Regions from separate parts of the Mus musculus genome. Here regions 1 and 3 are each linked to region 2. Evidence: chromatin contacts called from public Hi-C data. All regions are on one chromosome and are shown on one strand. Each heading gives the region's core, a stretch centred on a gene start, on an enhancer-like site or on the middle of the called end of the contact. The rest is flanking DNA. Distances are from core to core; before and after follow the strand shown. Region 1 overlaps Arntl (aryl hydrocarbon receptor nuclear translocator-like). Region 2 holds the start of Btbd10 (BTB (POZ) domain containing 10). Region 3 has its middle 18 kb from the start of Far1.

Region 1 (2,700 bases), core at 6-2,505, 74 kb before region 2:
ATGTGCAGGCAGAGAGATACAGAGAAGGGCACTGAACCAATATGGCAGGCTTGGGCTGGCATTCTAGAGAAGTTAACAGAGCCAGTTTGGGAAAGGCAGTGGGGAGAGGCTCCCTGAGCAGCGGCCACTGCTTGGCATGGGTGCGGTGCTACCCCAGTGGTGTCTGTAGTCCCAACTTCACAGCCATGAGGAAGGTAAGAGGCAAGCGTGTCAATGTCAGCCAGGAGCTTTCAGTAGCCTTGCTCTACCTGCAATTCAGTCTAGCCCAGCAGAACAAACTGGCAGCTTGATATCGTGCTTATCAAGTGTGCCAAAGGCTCAGGGCTCCGTCCACAGTGCTGTGGTTAAAAGCTCAGGGCTCCATCCATAGTGCCGTGGTTAAAACCACAAGTCTGAACACAAGCTCGTCTAGTTTGGGGTTTTGGGTAGCCCCATGATTCAAAAGCAAGAATAAATGCAAAGCTAATTATAACATCACACCTAACACAATCAATCTAAAGTACTATGTTGATGTAATTATTACTAAAGATTTAAAGTTCTTTAACATTTCTTTGGTGCTGCCTCTGAAATCCTGCATATACTTCACTCAGCCCTTTTTAGTTCAGAAAGGCCATATTCCATGCTCAGTAGCAGCATGAACCTAGTGGCTGTCGCAGGGAGCACACATCCAGAATGGGGCTGACTGATCAGAGCCCCCAAGGGACTCTGTTAAGCTGAAATTTCAAATCAGTCCTGTGCCCCTCCCAACCGCTACGGTTCCCTGTTATCAGCCCCTAGTGGTATGCCTCCATTTCCTCCCCCAGAGGACCCACGCCACCTGTGCTCCCGCACTTCTTACCCTCTGTAACCGTTCCCACATGAGCACGGGCCCCCGGAGAGAACAGTGTGGCAGTAAGGGTTGTGTGGAGGTCACACTGCCCCTCCTGACAGACAGTTCTGCCCTCATTTCACCACATTTTGTGTTGATTTGCAGCTGGACTTCCGGTTAAAACGGATATAACCCCTGGGCCCTCCCGGCTATGCTCTGGAGCCCGCCGCTCTTTCTTCTGTAGAATGAAGTGCAACAGGCCTTCAGTAAAGGTGGAAGATAAGGACTTCGCCTCTACCTGTTCAAAGAAAAAAGGTACAGTTAACAGCCGTGAGGGAGGCTTATCTGGAGTCAGGGCTTTTCGGCTCTGCAGAGCAGCCACTCCGTAGCCTGCAGCCTGGGCCACCTCTCACCTTACAGCCTTGGGCAACTGGAGTGGGGGATGGGGAGCCCTAGAGCCCTGATGTGTTGCCATGGGGACATAGGCTTGTGAATAGGCTTTCTGTGTGTAACTTCTGATGTGGCTTGGGGAAAAAAAAAAAACAGTTCTGTCTCTTGAGTTCCCACCTTTCTAGAATCCTTCTGGCCAATTTCCCTAGTGACCTCATGTGTTGAACTGTTCATGGTTCTGTCTTCTCCTCTCTGCCCTGGGGCCACTCTCCTCTGTCCATATTGATGTGTATATAGGTAATGTCACCCACAGATCAAAAACCTCTAAGTTTACATTTCTACCGCAGCTTTTCTTTTGAACTCCAGGTATCTTCTTTATAAGCTTTAGGGGCGATCTAGAATGGCCAATTGGACCTCAACTTGTACCACCTGCTAATATCACTGAAGGGTATTTATTTATGTCCAGGTATAACAAGAGATTTTTAAAAAAAAAAATACAAAGTTCTTAAAAAAAGATTTATTTATTTTATAACTACACTGTGGATGTCTTCAGACACATCAGAAGAGGGTATCAGATCTCATTACAGATGGTTGTGAGCTACCATGTGAATGCTGGGAGTTGAACTCAGGACCTCTGGAAGAGCAGGCAGTGCTCTTAGCCACTGAGCCATCTCTCCAGCCCATAGCCAGAGATTTAAAAAAAAAATTATTTTCATTTTAGGCATTCAGGTGCTTTGTGTGTTTATAATGTGCTGCCTGGTACCCAGAGAGGCCAGAAGAGGGCCTTAGATCCCCTAAAACTGTCATTACAGATATGGGTACAGACATGAGCACCATATGGGCTCTCCTCTCCTGCAAGCGCAGCAAGCGTTCTTAAGCACTGAGTGGTTTCTCCAGCTGTGGAACCGGACATTTTAGGACCGACACCTAGGCTCTAGCAGCCGCAACGAGCTAGGCCACTTGTCCCATTAGAGAAACAGGTGAAGGTGACAGGGAGAGATGTCTTCTGTGTGGCCCATAAAGAGAAGAGAAACAGATAAAAGCCCCAAGTCTGTCTGTTGGAGAACTGACCCATGCTTTAGGATGAAATAGAGGAGTAACTGGAGCAAGGGGCAACAAGCCTCATTACAGCTGTAGTCTGAGTGTGCACTGGCTGAACACTGGCTTAGCTCAGTTCCTAAACACTGGGCCAAATCCGTAATTACTGGGATGTGAAGATACAAGGAAGGCTTGGGACACAATCGCTTCCGGGGTGAAGCCTTGCCCACATGGGTAACCACCCTTGTTTGGGATGGACTGTTCCTCCCGGGGTTTGTTCTTCTGAAGTCCAGGGTGATGGCAGGTTCAAGGCAACCATTTACCTCTGTGCCTTTGGCCAAAGTAAAGGAGACAACACAAAATGAAGGCAGAGATGCCAGGCTATCATCCTGCCTTGCTCCTGGTGTGCCCAGTGAAAGGCCCATGTCTCTCAGCCAGAGCAGCTTCCAAGAGCCTGTCTCACC
Region 2 (2,700 bases), core at 55-2,554:
TAAAATCTCCAAAATTAACTGTCCTCGAAAACTATATTAACTCATCTTTACCTCCCATTTAGTAATTTTCCAAGTACTTTCTACTGCTTTCTGCTTAATATTCAGCATCAGTCCTTGGTTCAATGCCCACGGTTGAGTTCTAGATGGACTCTCCAGCGCAGAAACTTGTTCAGTCTTTACATTCACATGTCTTATTTTATCTTTCCATCCAATTTCTACAGTCTATTTCATTCAAAATTCATCCCTAAACCCCTCTCTAAAAAGTTTGGATCAAATTGGGCTGGTGGGGCAAGAGAAGAGTGGGAGGCAGGCAAGAACAGAAAGAAACCCAACTGCCAATCAATACACTGTACTGCTTCATTCAGATTGTTAGCTGAAATAAAAAGCGTGCAGACTCTTACATGGCTATAAAATAATTTCCTATACTAAATGCACAAAGTGGAAAACTTTTTTATAGCCTGGTCGTGGACTCCAAATACCAATAAGAGGCTAAGACTCAAAATTTTAAAGAGATAAAAAAAAAAAAAAAAAAAAAAAGACATGGGAACCCGGGAAAGACCGAGGTTAGGCACAGCACACTAACCCACATTGACAAACTAAGTGAAATCTCAGGTCCCCTCCAGCCCATACCCCAAAATCAGGGGTGTCAGAGGGCTTGTGACTCACAGAGAATAAATCTGAACCTTTTCTGGGCAAGTTAGAGTGGGAAACCAAGCTTTACCCTCGTTGAAACGGTTACAGAATAAAAGCACACAGCAGCACATCACAGGTGTCTCATCCTCCATCCAAAGGGCAACTCCCCCACCACCTTATCCCCAAACTGGGAGCCTTACTCACCGCCCTATTGTGATGCGCCTTCTTCGGTTTGTCGCCGCGGTGACCCAAAGATGACAGGAAAGGGGCGGGGCACTGGGTTACTCTGCCCTGGAAAGGAGGTGTGAGAAAATAGCTTTTTTTCCCCTGGGAAAAGGCCTCCAGACTCCTAACCCAAAAAGCAGCTCCCTTCCCCGCCTCTCCGGACCCGGTGCTCAAGCGGGCAGCCCCGAGCACCGCGCCCCACGCTCCTGGAGCCGCCGCCAGCCTCCCGGAGCCCGGTTCACAGCAGCTAGCCTCGCCCTCGGCTTCCACTACAAACCCAGCCGCCCGCACCCGGCCCGCTCCAACCTGCTGGCCCCTGAGACGTCCACCGAGGGTCTTGGGGAAGAGCTCCAAGAGAGAGCGACGCTCCGCTCCCTCCGCCCACTGAACCGGACCCCTCCGGTGCTAGGTGTGAGGCGGCCGCTCCACCGGCTGCGCCTACCAGAGCCGCCCCGGCAGGTTGCAGGCCGGCTCCTTAGCTGCTTCTCGCGAGACTTCGCATTAGGAAGAGGTGAGGCGAAGCGAGTTCTCGCGCGAAGGACGGAGCTCCTCCCACAGTAGGCGTGTCACCGGGGCACTGAGAGCCTGAGTAGTGTCTCCGCGGTCTCGGTTGGCAGTGCTGTCCCGTAGCTTCCCCGCGAGCGCTTCTCTGCGCGGTGAGCCAAGAGCAGTCTCAGGCCACCTCCACACCTCTGAGCACACCCTCACTCCACGCTTCCTGTCACCGTTAGGCAAAAGCCGGACGGCGTCTCCGGGCCAGTAAAAGCAGTGCCTGGGAGTCTTCTTCTAGGAGAGCGTTTCTGTCAGCAGGGCGAACGCCCGGGTCGCCTTCCTCCGCGGGGTCCGCGAGCTGGTACGGGCAGCACGAGGCGTTGGCAGGCGGTGGTCCGGAGGTCGCCGCTTCCCCGCGGCCGCCGCTTGGTTTGCAACGCTCTGCTTGGTTTGAAACCCTCTGTTGTTGGCGGGAACCGGTGCACCAGCTGACACGCCTGCGGTGGCGCCACCTCTGGGACGCGGAGAATCAGCTGAATGGGTTGAGTTTCTGGCGGGCAAAAGCTCGCCAAAGTAGCACTCCGGTGTCACCGAACCCACCGTGTGCCTGATGGGAGGCTCTAAAAGAGATGGAAAAGTGAGGAAGTCACCTCCCCGGCGCTCAAAACTCTCCCCTCCCGGGACTCAGACCCACAGAGGAACGGATAATCCTCTTTATGCTTGCTACAGAACATACTCCCCTTAGTGAGTGAGCTGTAGGAGCTGATCTGAGACAATCCTGTTGAGAACCCCTCAGTGCAGTTGCTCGCTCCTCTGGTCTTGGGATTGCGAAGGGTGGCAGAAGCTGAAAGATTGAGTTCCAGGTGTTTCTGGGCTAACGTGAGATCTCATCTCAAAAAGCAGCCCTCCACTAGGGAGTGGCATTTGAGTCCAATTTTAAAGATCAGTAGAAGTTCCCCCATTTTGAGAAGAGAGGGAAGGGCATAAACAAAACCCAATACATGTTTCAGTATTTTGGTAAGAAAACTGTTTTGTGAAAAGAACTTTGTTTAAAATCTAGTTACTGTAAGAAAAAATTCCTTGGGTCCCATATGTGATACCACGTGTTTTTCAAACCAACATTTATGCTAAGTAAATTATCATTTGAAGTGGAAAACTGGTAGCAGGCATACTTTCCTCCTGAAAATGCTTAAATATCAGAGACCAAAGGAAGACAAAGATTATTGTTACATAGTGTACACGTTTTTTTATAGCCAACATTCTACATTCTTGGAAATTGCTGAAAATCTTAAAAACATTGTAAAAAGAGCAAGCTAATGAGGCTTGAATATGAATAATGTTCAAAGAAAC
Region 3 (2,700 bases), core at 76-2,575, 130 kb after region 2:
TCCTTTGGGCAACATTGGAGCCATGCATGCGCATGCAAACATGCATTTGCTAGCTCTTCGCACTGACTAAACAGGTCCATCAAAGTGAATATTCAGCACTCAAACCTAACTTACTGAACACATTGCTGCAATGAGAAGCCACAGGAACTGACTCAGAAGCACTCTCAATGGTCAACTCTAGAATAAGTCTAGTGCCGAAATATTTAAGGATACTATTGTTTCAAATAAAATAATAAATATGCATTGTATAAAATATTGATTATACAAAGGATAGAACAAATAAATAGATATTGCTAAGGCCCAGGTAACTGTTACCTGTGTAGCCTGCCATTTTATGCTGTTACCTATGTTTTAAGAAAACTTTCTCGTAAGTTATTACTGCTGATACTAAGAAACTTTCTCGTGCCCAAGGTGATTGCATATTGTGTTATGCTCTGTGCCCTTGGAAACCAATCACTACAGAAGTCAGTTAGAGCTGCTTTGTATAGTTAGCCACAATAAACTTGGACCCAAATCAAGCACCCAGAAGCACTTCCTGCACCTGTGTGTGAGCTTTTGTGGTATTTGGCTTTATAAGCTGCTCCTGGGATGGAACCCAATGGGTATGTAAGGAAATGGACCAGAAATTCCTTACAGAACATTTAAAATCATATAAGTAGAGCTTACATTTTTTTCTCCTCTGAGCTTAGGCTGGCCTAGCGACTTGCTTTAAAGAACAGAATATGGGGAGGAAAAAATGATGTCACAGTGGAAAAGCCAGGCAAGCACCACCATAACCAGGAGGTAAGGTCAGCACCATCGTGGCCAAGCCATATGGACAATGTATGTGCTCTAACGGCAGCTACAGACAAAACTGCACTCAGCCTTGGTGACTGTCCTCAAAGCTCATATTGATTGTAAAACTATGAGCAAAATAACAGAAAGAAACAAACTGAAGAGTAGTCTACCCATTACCAACCAATACTCCCCAGACTACCAAAATCATGAAAGCAAGACTTAGAAACTGTCAAAGACGGGAGAAGATTATGAAAACACAGTGACTTAAACACACATGGGATCATAGAGTGGCTTCTAGATCAGAAAAAGACTGTTAGTGGGAAAACGGACTAAATCTAGATCATACCCTCAATTAGTTGCATTAAACTATGTTATTTTCTTATGATTTGTGTGTGCACAGTGAGTGTATAGGCCAGAGAATGGCCTCAGATGTCATCCCTCAAGTGTCATCTGCCTGTTTTTTTTAAGACAGTGTATTGCAGTGACCTGACCTGGAGCTTGCTAAGTAGGCTAGGCTGGCTAGGTTGTGACCCCAGAGATAAGCTGTTTCCACCCCACCAGCCCTGGGATTACAAACATGTGACATCTGGCACTTTTTATGTGGGTTCCTGGGATCAAATCTAAGTCCTCAGCTGAGTTACTTTCCTATCCCTAATTTCTTTGTTTTTACAACGACCGTCAGTTGTCACAATGTTGATTGTGTGGGGTGTAAATTCATAGGCTATTGGGTAAAAAGTATAGAGCAACTTACTACATTTGCAACTTTACAGTTGATCTAAACTTATTCTAAAAATAATTTAAACATTTTAAGCATGTTCAGAAAAGCAATTTTGGCCAGGGTTGTGTAAGGAAATATTTTTCTATGGGTCATGGGTACCTCCCTGAGCCTCACTATCAGTAACTGGAAAATACCTGGAGTCTAATTTCCCCCCACCCCTCAGAAGTAATTCCCGGCTTACCCAGCAACCTTTGGAATTCAACTTTTAAAGTATGGTTTTGGTATTTGGAGGTCCTTGAAGGGGGCCCCTGAGCATCCTCTTTCTTCGAAGAAATATTCTCTAACTGTAAATCAAATCAGCTGGCATTGGGCCAGTCGCAGCAACCTCAAGTTTTGAGATAGTGCATTTTTCACTAAGAACTGGATTATCCTAGTGCCCAAAGTCAACCCTCTAGGCCAAGGCTCAAAATGAGATCTGTGTCTCCTAGCCCCATTCTGTCACCCTTTCCCTCCCCACTGTTGCTTTAGTCCATTGGTCTTCTAGGCCACCAGCTCTTCCACAAGGGCCTCCAGCCACACCATGCCTGCTGGAGACAACAAAGCTGACTTATGATATTTGGTACCACTATTACTTTTTTAAAAAATAAATTTATCTATTTTCACCATTTTGAAAGACACCCCTTTGATGTTTTCATTAAGTAAAAATCGTGGCATATTCTCAAAATCATAAATATATAAAGGCACAACGCTGACTCCAGAATCTCAGCCTGACCAGTCCTTTAACACATTAACAGAAGTCTCCATCCTATATGACTAATTGTTCTTCAAGCTCCGTTTGTTTTCCTGACCTTTCCCTTATCAGTTGGTAGCTTAAAGCCTGGTAGAACCCGAATTGCTACTTTTCATGGGCGAAACAAGAAGTATGTATTGTGTTTGTATTTCAATTCTTGGATCCTTCTGATATCTAACTTTATTTTTATTTTAACTTTCTGCTGAGCTTCAAGTTCCTTTGGCCAACATGACTCTAAACTGGTAATCAATTTCTTTCAGTAACTAACTGTCACTGGGAAGTTTACCACACAAAAGTACAAGTCCTCTGCTGACAGCTATAGTATATAGCCAGAATAAGAGTTAAGGCTGATAAATGCATACTCTGTCTCCTTCAAAGCCTTTTGGTGGTTACTATAGTAACTATATATAGTAAC

The links. A called contact is a pair of places that touch in the nucleus more often than the background predicts.
Region 1: a Hi-C map of pre-B cells shows a contact between it and region 2, with 2.9 times the contacts expected there. The contact joins the enhancer-like site here to the promoter of Btbd10 in region 2. A contact is called at or near these places in 1 of 39 promoter capture datasets (pre-B cells), 2 of 484 Hi-C or Micro-C datasets (the G1E-ER4 cell line and pre-B cells), 3 of 115 datasets of contacts at active chromatin or transcription factors (the 230-238 cell line, embryonic stem cells and memory CD8 T cells) and 1 of 9 other capture datasets (adipose tissue).
Region 3: a contact with region 2 is called in a Hi-C map of rod photoreceptor, with 2.1 times the contacts expected there. The contact joins the enhancer-like site here to the promoter of Btbd10 in region 2. A contact is called at or near these places in 5 of 39 promoter capture datasets (the HPC-7 cell line, erythroid cells, macrophages and 2 more), 1 of 15 datasets of contacts at CTCF or cohesin (pro-B cells), 16 of 484 Hi-C or Micro-C datasets (the 63-12 cell line, the C2C12 cell line, CD4 T cells and 13 more), 2 of 115 datasets of contacts at active chromatin or transcription factors (effector CD8 T cells and large pre-B cells) and 2 of 9 other capture datasets (adipose tissue and pancreatic islet).

The regions. Positions count from the first base shown.
Region 1 is chr7:113,294,471-113,297,170 of GRCm38.p6, forward strand. It overlaps Arntl (aryl hydrocarbon receptor nuclear translocator-like), which reads left to right. Exons shown (of 20, transcript NM_007489.4): 12 at 974-1,123. Among named protein-coding and RNA genes, the nearest start is that of Gm33721, 34 kb to the left of the region's middle. Within about 2 kb of position 1,256, at least 146 of the 459 cell types and tissues checked have an H3K27ac peak or open chromatin away from gene starts, as enhancers often do. A contact at or near this core is called in the 230-238 cell line, the G1E-ER4 cell line, embryonic stem cells and 2 more, where this site is marked.
Region 2 is chr7:113,368,035-113,370,734 of GRCm38.p6, forward strand. It overlaps Btbd10 (BTB (POZ) domain containing 10), which reads right to left and starts at 1,305. Exons shown (of 11, transcript NM_133700.2): 1 at 1,165-1,305; 2 at 838-924.
Region 3 is chr7:113,494,671-113,497,370 of GRCm38.p6, forward strand. No RefSeq gene overlaps it. Among named protein-coding and RNA genes, the nearest start is that of Far1, 18 kb to the right of the region's middle. Within about 2 kb of position 1,326, at least 3 of the 459 cell types and tissues checked have an H3K27ac peak or open chromatin away from gene starts, as enhancers often do. A contact at or near this core is called in rod photoreceptor, where this site is marked.